2 separate regions of the Triticum aestivum genome follow, and region 1 is linked to region 2. A link is a contact called in public Hi-C data. All regions are on one chromosome and are shown on one strand. Each heading gives the region's core, a stretch centred on a gene start, on an enhancer-like site or on the middle of the called end of the contact. The rest is flanking DNA. Distances are from core to core; before and after follow the strand shown. Region 1 holds the start of LOC123112791 (rab GTPase-activating protein 22). Region 2 holds the start of LOC123112790 (probable 6-phosphogluconolactonase 4, chloroplastic).

Region 1 (4,439 bases), core at 435-2,934, 210 kb after region 2:
GAACTAAGTCTAAAGATTTTTATTGATGTCATGAGGTAAGCAAGAATGATTTAGTTCCAAACATATATAATTTCTATGTCTCTTTAGAGGAAATGATGAATCTGAGGATTCCAAGAACCAAGGTAATAGCCGGACCAATATTTAATTGATATGCAAACTCCTAATCCAAAAATTATGCCACTATAAAATTTCACAAATCTACATCTCTTATGTCGTTGTATTTCTATCAGTGCTTAGATTTGCTATCTATTTTTTCTCTTACGAATTTAAGAGGGGGTTAATTTTGTTAATAAAATGATGTAAAGGGGGTTAACATAAGGGAAAAAAAAATCTCATGTGCCATTGTCTTCGCCCCCCCTATGCTTAAATCCTGGCTCCATCCCTGGTGGGATGCGATGGTGTTGGTGGTAGAGGATGAGAATGTGAAGGCGGAGGGAGGTGGTGGTAGTAAGGAGACCAGGGAGGCCAATAAGCAACATGAGTGGATGCCGTGATGGCAGATGACAGACGGGGGATTTGGGGAAGAAGTAAGACACGTTGACATGTAGGCCCCACCTTGAGGAGAATTTATGTAGCCCAATTTTTAGCAATTTTGTGTCTGTATGCGGAGGGGGGAAGCCTTCATATATTTTGGTGATCGTACTCTTGGCGATGAAAATATGCAGCATACATGCAAGCGAAGATATTCGAGCAATTTCAAGTGAAAATTCCATGCTCCTCGAGCAAGCGCGTTTTTCATTTTTGTACTAGCAGCAGCAGCTGGGCTTAAATAAGAAATTCTATTACCAGCACAATATTTTTGGCTTGCCAGCGCCACCAACGTAGATGCATGCCCGAGGAGCTTGGCAGCTACCATCGCGCCAAGGGGGCACAGGAGTACGTTGTTATCATGGCATGTCAGTACGTATTAATTTTGGCACGTAGCAGTGCCATCCATGAATGAACGAACGAACGGATGAACGCGCGCGACCAGTTCAAACAGAGAGCGGATGATAGACGAGTCCACGCAACAACAACAGCAGACATCTTCCGTTTCTCCCAAGCGAAAAATGCTTATTATGTCAACCGTTGACTTGACTGGCTACCTAAACACCAGATGGATCTTCCACGGGCTAAACGTGTCGGCCGACAGAGTCAAACTTCCATCGCATCCATCCCGCCCGCCCACGCCGTTTGGCAACTCCACCGCACACCACTATTGGCCTGTATACAACACAATAGAAATTCGAAGAAACTCTAGAACAAGCCGTGTGGATGGATATCCTCCCATTTCCCATCATCTACCAGATGTCTGACCCAAAGACTCAACCTTGCGACCAGGAGTACATCAACAAACCGATTTTTTATCAAAATGAGAAGGTAGCCAGTGAATGAGGATAAACATGGGTACAATAACTGAGAAAAAAAAAGGCAAAGATCTTGGGAAGTTGACCTAGAGAGCCGAGGACGCCGGCCGGCCGTGGGACTCTTCAATGCTGGGCCGTTGAGTGTCCTGCGATGCGTGTCCTAGCGGCGGTAGGTCTGGCCATCGATGCCGCGTGTCTCGCTGGCCGGCGGGCCCCGCGTGGCAGCCCGGACCGGGCCCGTTGAAGCGCGCACGGCACCCCCACCCACTCCCCTCTCTCCGTGTGTGTGTGTGTGTGGCTTTACTGGCGTCACATGCCCCCCCTCCCTCCCTCTCCCCTACCACTTCTGTCCATTTGCCAAAAGCTTAGAGTTAAAGCACGGTGGGGGAAAAACCGGATTAACCTGTGGCAGGCTCCGCGGCGCCGGCGACGAGATCCTGGGGCGGCGGGGATGGCGCCGGGGAGGCGGGGGCGGAGGCCGTGCTGCTGCTGCTAGTGGGAAAGCGTGGAGGGTAGTAGGTGGGTGAGAGGGACCGACGGACCGACGGACATGAAGGCCCTGCGGCGATCCAGCACCTCGACCTCTCCGTCCTCCTCCTCCTCGCCCACGGCCGCCTCGTCCCCGCCCTCCTCCTCCTGGATCCACATCCGCTCGCTCCTCGTCGCGGCCGCCTCGTCCAACTCCTCCTCCTCCTCGGCGGCGGCGGCGGCGGCCGCCGCGGCCGCGGGGAGCTCCGTGCCCGCCTTGGCGTCTGCTTCGGCGGCGGCGGCCGCGGCCTCGTCTTCGTCCTCGCCCGCCGCCTCCTCCTCGCCGCGCTCGGATCGGTGGGTTCCCTCCCCTCCCCCCTCTGGATTGGCCAAAGCCAGCGAGTAAAAATGCCAACTTTTTAGCCTTTCCGTAGCTTCTGATCTGGTGCTATGCACTCCGGCATACCTCGCTGTAGTTGAATTGGTGGCCTGGAGGCCACTGAAATGCTCGAATTTGTTTTTTTGCGTTCTGTTTCGATCCAGTCGAGCTTTACATTGCAGCCTCGATTAGAGTAGATCGTGTGGTGATGGCTTGGCTAAGTCCTTCAACCACTTGTCATTTCTACGAATGAGTTAGCTCTATACTTTATTCCAAATATGCCTCTTTTGTGAGTTTTAAGTATGCGAGGTATGGTCCGGCCTAGTGATAATGTTAGTGGTCAAATTACAGACTCCTTGGTCGCCTTAAGGAATTAGTTCAGGTATCGATGCGCATTGGTGTTCGAATCGAGAGGTAGCTTGCTTGCTGCCAGCTTGAATTTTGGTGTTTGAATCGAGTGGTAGCTTGCTTGCTGCTAGCTTGAATTAATAGCTACTACTTCAGGTTGCTTTTGTTGATTCTTAATGTTAGATGTCATGGTATGTAGGACCTTGGGGGTGACCTTGCCCCCCAAGGAAAGCAAAATTTTATCCCAAAATTATACTGAATAAAACTTTAAAAATTAGTAATACTGAATATGTTATGCTTTTGTTTGGTTTGATTGATAGTGAAGCTTTCACACTGAACGGCACGGCTACCTATAAAGTTGAGCTAGTTCCTTCTGTGCAATTGTGCTAACGTGGAGTTACGGAACGTTGTCAATCATGAACCATCTAAGCTTGTGTGCCACAAACCAGTTCCCAAAACACATACATTTAGGTTTTACTTATTATCCTGTTGCCTTTCAGCTTATTTGTTTTCACCAACGTAGTGATATAGTATAAAAAAACTACATATAAATGATCATACGTTCTCACTGAAGTAATTTCATCTATGCTGACCCGAAATTTTCTCTCAACCTGACTGCAGCCCCATTTCGAGCTTGAGCTTATATGTTAGAAATTAATGTAAGGTTTGGCTATATATGGTTGATTTGAAATATGGGTGAGCAGTATAAAACCTATTGATGCAGTTAACATTAACCTGTCCCAAAAGTTGCCCAATTTTAGTATAATAGTAATTTCGAAAACCGTAACTGCAGGGAACTTGTTCCATATGAAGCTGATTTGATAAACTAATCACCTCAGTTTTCTTAGCAGTAGCATCTTCTGTATGGCTAAGGATTTCTCATGCACACTGTTTTAAATTCAGTATGATGCATTTAAATAAGCATGAAATTATGATTGAACTAAGGACTTGAAGCATTCACTATTTAGGTGTCATATCTATCTGCCTATGAAGACGAAATATGCACGTCATGGCACTGTAGTATATACTAGCCAGCTAGTTGGTTTGCCGACTTTCCGTTTGTTGACCAACACCTCTGCTTATGCTCTTTGCTAAAAGCATATCAATTTCTTTTGTCAGGGGTGGAATTAAATCTCCATGGTCTCGAAGGAAAAGGAAAAGAGTACTTTCTCGTCAACAGTGGGATGGTCAATTTTCGGCCAACGGGAAACTTCGTGATGGGGGAAAGAAGGTCCTAAAGAAAGTTCGTAGCGGGGTAAGCATAGTTATCCATTTGCATTTATGTCATCCATGTGTAGTACCACTGAAACATTTTCTGCATCTTACAGCTCAATTCAGCCTACTGAAAGTTACATTTTTTTTTCCTATTGTACCAGGGTATTGAACCAGGCATTCGGGCTGAAGTTTGGCCCTTCCTACTAGGAGTGTGAGTTACTTGATCTCTTCTATTCTGAGTAGAATCTGTAAGATTCATATCTTTGACCAAATTTGAGATGTCAGCTACACCCAAATATACCCCAGAGCACCTTGTTGGTTGATGATGTAGTCAATTAAGCAAAAGACAATTGAGATGATCAGCAGATGTTTTAGGCAGTAAATAGGCGCATACAGCTGTAATAATACAGTAATAGGTTACCACCAAGTGCTATCCTGCAAAACACAATGTGCACACATGCGCATGAGCTTGGATAGTTGTCTTTTTGGGTGTGTCATGCATGCCTATGGTCGCTGCTGCTGTCATCAGCACACTTGTCTTCATCATTGGAAATTTGGAATGCTTGGCTTAATCTTTCGTTGGTACAACCTGGCTTATGAACTAGTCAACTAAAAATATAGGATGGGAAATGCGGTGCTAGTAAATCTCATACTAATGGATCTTGTAATAAGCAATGGGTGTG
Region 2 (4,166 bases), core at 70-2,569:
AATAAAGGAGAGGTTTCAAAGATGGAGATCATGGATAATGTACGTTTGACGGTTGGACGTTGGCATCCCCCTAGTTATTATTGTGACGCATTGAGCCAATGGCAAGGAAGATACACAAGTTCGAAAAGTTTATTGAATGATGCATTTGGTGGTACCATGTTACCGTTTTTATTATGTTGTCGCGTAATAAAACTGGCATTAACTTTTGGTGGTAACTTTGCTCATTGAATTCTGGGCATATCATTCTTTGTAAAAGCTTGAGGGCATTTATCCCTTGGATAAAACAGAAGCTAAGAATGTTCTTTACAACAACTTTTAGTTAAGAATTGCTTGGAACAGAAAAAATCCATAGGAATGAATCTGTGAAATGTTCCCAAGGCGACCTTTTGTTCGTTGATTAACTTTATAAATAACTATAGGAATTCTGCCATTTCTCTACCATTTGGGGGGATTATTAACATCTGCACAAACATTATGTTTTCATTCCTTGTATTGTCTATCCTACGTTTGAAACAAGCCATGAATGTATGTATGTATTTTTGTTGTTGAATATATGTATGTTGTTTGGTGCCAAAACTAGCCTTGCCAAAAAATATATTCGCCCATCACATATTTTGAATCTGTTTTTGATCTTTTGCCAAAACACACACATAATTTTCAATGAGTATCCATCTACTCCTATTTCTCTTACAAATTCTTGGCAAACTAATTGGCCCAAGAGCAACTCCAACGAGGCGTCTTATTTCGTCCGCCGCCGTCCGTTTGGATTCGCGCGGACAAAAGAAGAGGACTAACGCGCCGACCCAAACCCAAAACGCGTCCGCTTTGCGTCCGCGCCGACGCATTTGCGGCCCAAATTTGCGCCCCAAATGCGTCGGTGCGGACGCGGAACGAACACCACGCGTGCCTTCTCGATGTTCGCCGCGGCTCCACCTGGCGGTCGCCTAACTACCCGTCACCTTGCCGGTCAGCTTAATTTATGACCTCGGACTCACGTGTCAGCGACGACGGTCATCTTTTTTTAAGCTGACCTTGTGGCGGGGCCGTCCTTTTTTATTACACCGTCGAAATGGGTCGCATCAGTGTTGGGCGCACGTGCTGACCCAGAAACGGACACTCGTGTCTGCCTGACTAACCCAAAAGAACAAAAGGCGGTCAAATTCACCATCAGTTTGGTCGGCCGTTGAGTTGCTCGGGCAAAGGAACGGCGAATTTGGAACATTTTGAGGAGTGCTGGGCGCACTTTCTTCGCCTGGCTTTCTCCGCACGCCGGCCGTCTATCAGGATCTCAACGGTACAAAACGCGGCGAGCCTCACCACCCACCTGTCGCCTCCGCCACCAGCCCCACACCCCGCATATAACATGTCCACCTCCATGTCCGTCTCCGTCTCCGCCGCCGCATCTTCCTCCCTGCCTCCCCTCCTCGCCCGCCGCCGCTCGCCGCCGGCGTCCCTCGTCCCGGTCCGGAGCCTCCGGTCCTGCCCCCGTCCCCGCCTCCTCTCCTCCGCGCGCACGACCCCCGTCCTCCTCCCCGCCGCCGCGATGGCCGCCCCGGCCCCCGCCGCCTCCTCGAAGAGGGACCTGCTCATCTTCGACGCCGAGGAGAACCTCGCGGTGGCCCTGGCCAAGTACACAGCGGATATTTCCGCGAAGTTCGCCGCCGAGAGGGGCGCCGTCACCGTCGTGCTCTCCGGCGGATCCCTCATCTACGCCCTCAGGTTCGTTCCCGCCCGTCCTCCCCGGAGATCGCTCGTTCTCTGGCTGCTCGGGGTCTCCCGGATCGCGTGAGGATCCCTGATTTCTTTTGGCTTCGCAGGAAGCTGACGGAGGCGCCGTACCTGGAGACGGTTGACTGGAGCAAGTGGCATGTGTTCTGGGTAGACGAGAGGGTCGTGCCCAAGGACCACGAGGATAGCAACTACAAGCTCGCCCTGGATGGGTTCCTCTCCAAGGTATTCCCCACGGGTTCTTCCTAGATTTACCCCTTTCAACTGCCGGTTATCTACCCATTTAGGCCTTTCCTATCGTAAGGTAGGACATTTGGAGGATATAATTTATTTATTTTTTGCTTGAAAGTGATGGGGAGTTATGGAGGAACAGGATTATGGCAATGCCTGGATTGGTAACAGGTCATTTAGCTTCACCATGTTAGCCTCCGAATAAATTTGGGGCTGTTTGAGTGTATCCATGCCTAGTAAGAATTTCAGCGATTATATTTGTGAGAGCATATGGCCCCTCTCCTCCACACCGTGCATTTCTATATAACCATGCGCAACATATCTGGCTACAAAAGGTCATATTTAAACCTGTGTTATCAATTTATCGTACAAATTGTAGCGATGCTCATAATCATTTGCTTGTATGGCATCATGTCATATTTATGTTAACTTCAGTTGGAAATCATGCATGTGATCAGCTGTACAGATAACATGTGATTCTTGCAAAACGTGATCTTACATAAGTTCAGTTACATTTGTGACATTCAACCCTGTAAATCTGTAGCTTTTTCAAGTGATGCAACTTCCATTTTCTGCGAGAAGTTTAGTTAGTCCTTTCGATAGTGTGGACCGCCGTGCTTGAATCTATGGTAACAACTGCCGGTTTCCACCCATATAGGTCTTTCCTACGGTAATTTAGGGCATTTGGAAGACATAATTTGTGTCTTGTAGTGACGGGGAGTTGTAAAGGAATAGGATTATATGCTTGGATTTGGTAACAGGTCATTTAGCTTCACCATGTTAACTTTGGATAGATTTGGAGCTATATCTGAGTGTATGAATCCATGCCTTGTAAGAAATTTGGTGAGTATGAAAGCATATGGTGTCTCCTGTCGTGCACTTCTATATAAAATCATGTGCAGCATACCTGGCTAAAGAAGATCATAATTAAACTCATGTTATTAATTTATCATACAAATTCTAGTGATGTGCAAAGTCATTTGCATGTATGGCATAACGCCATATTTATGTTAGCTTACAACAACAACAACAACAACAACAAAGCCTTTAGTCCCAAACAAGTTGGGGTAGGTATGTTAGCTTCAGTTGGAAAATACCTAGACAGCTGGTACAGATAACATGCGGTTCTGGCTAAATATGGTCTTACATAGGTTCAGTTTATGTGACCTGGTAAAACATTTGCAAAGATCAATCCTGTAAATCTGCAGCTTTTTCAAGTGATACAACTTTCATTTTCTGTGACATGTTTAGTTGCAGTTCTTTAGATAGTGACACATTCTTACTTATGTATAATTGTTCCATTCTCATCAGTTTTGTAGCTACATGTAACTTTCTACCTATTGAGAAGTCTTTAACTGGGTCATGTCTTCTACTTTGTAGGTACCAATTCCTGCTGGTCAAGTGTATGCTATCAATGATGCCTTGTCTGCTGAGGGAGCAGCAGAGGACTATGAAACTATCTTGAAGCAACTTGTTAAGAATGGCGTCCTTGCAATGTCAAAGACAACTGGGTTTCCCAGGTTTGATCTCCAGCTTCTTGGCATGGGCCCTGACGGTCACATCGCCTCTCTCTTCCCAGGCCATCCTCTTGTTAAAGAGAACAAGAAGTGGGTCACCCACATCTTGGACTCTCCAAAGCCGCCACCACAGAGAATCACATTCACGTTTCCGGTGATCAACTCGTCCGCATATGTCGCCATGGTGGTAACTGGGGCTGGGAAAGCCGGTGCAGTGCAGAAGGCGATTTCGGACAAGAAGACATCTGATTTGCTCCCTGTTGAGATGGCTATACTTGATGATGGAGAATTCACCTGGTTCACCGACAAGGAGGCGGTGTCGATGCTGCAGAACTAGTGGGTCCCATGGCGGTCTAAGGGTTTAAGCTCGTACTTAAAATAAAAGTGAATCCCACGGTTGCATTCCTCCCTGGTGGGTCACCTGTAAGGTGAACTTGAGCTTTATGTACGTACTGTAGTATACTGTTTCAGAGTAATGTGTTTCAGACACCCCCTCGGCTTCCAGCGTTTAGTAAATAACATTTGGTGAGGCATTGCGCCCAACGGGTGCTCGGATTATTTACCAAACTTGTGCTTTTAAATGTTATGGCCCCGTGACTATGAAATGCCATGCCTGTTGCATCCTGTTACTGTCATGTTCCAAGGTGATTTGTGATCTGGAATCACTACGCGTATGACTATATGTACAAA

The links. A called contact is a pair of places that touch in the nucleus more often than the background predicts.
Region 1: a contact with region 2 is called in a Hi-C map of leaf, with 4 times the contacts expected there. The contact joins the promoter of LOC123112791 here to the promoter of LOC123112790 in region 2. A contact is called at or near these places in 1 of 5 Hi-C or Micro-C datasets (leaf) and 1 of 1 datasets of contacts at active chromatin or transcription factors (leaf).

Annotation. Positions count from the first base shown.
Region 1 is chr5B:502,365,437-502,369,875 of IWGSC CS RefSeq v2.1, forward strand. LOC123112791 (rab GTPase-activating protein 22) reads left to right here and starts at 1,685. Exons shown (of 5, transcript XM_044533886.1): 1 at 1,685-2,171; 2 at 3,661-3,796; 3 at 3,918-3,967. The coding sequence starts at 1,897.
Region 2 is chr5B:502,151,463-502,155,628 of IWGSC CS RefSeq v2.1, forward strand. It overlaps LOC123112790 (probable 6-phosphogluconolactonase 4, chloroplastic), which reads left to right and starts at 1,320. Exons shown (of 3, transcript XM_044533884.1): 1 at 1,320-1,719; 2 at 1,818-1,953; 3 at 3,340-4,100. The coding sequence starts at 1,364. The coding sequence ends at 3,813.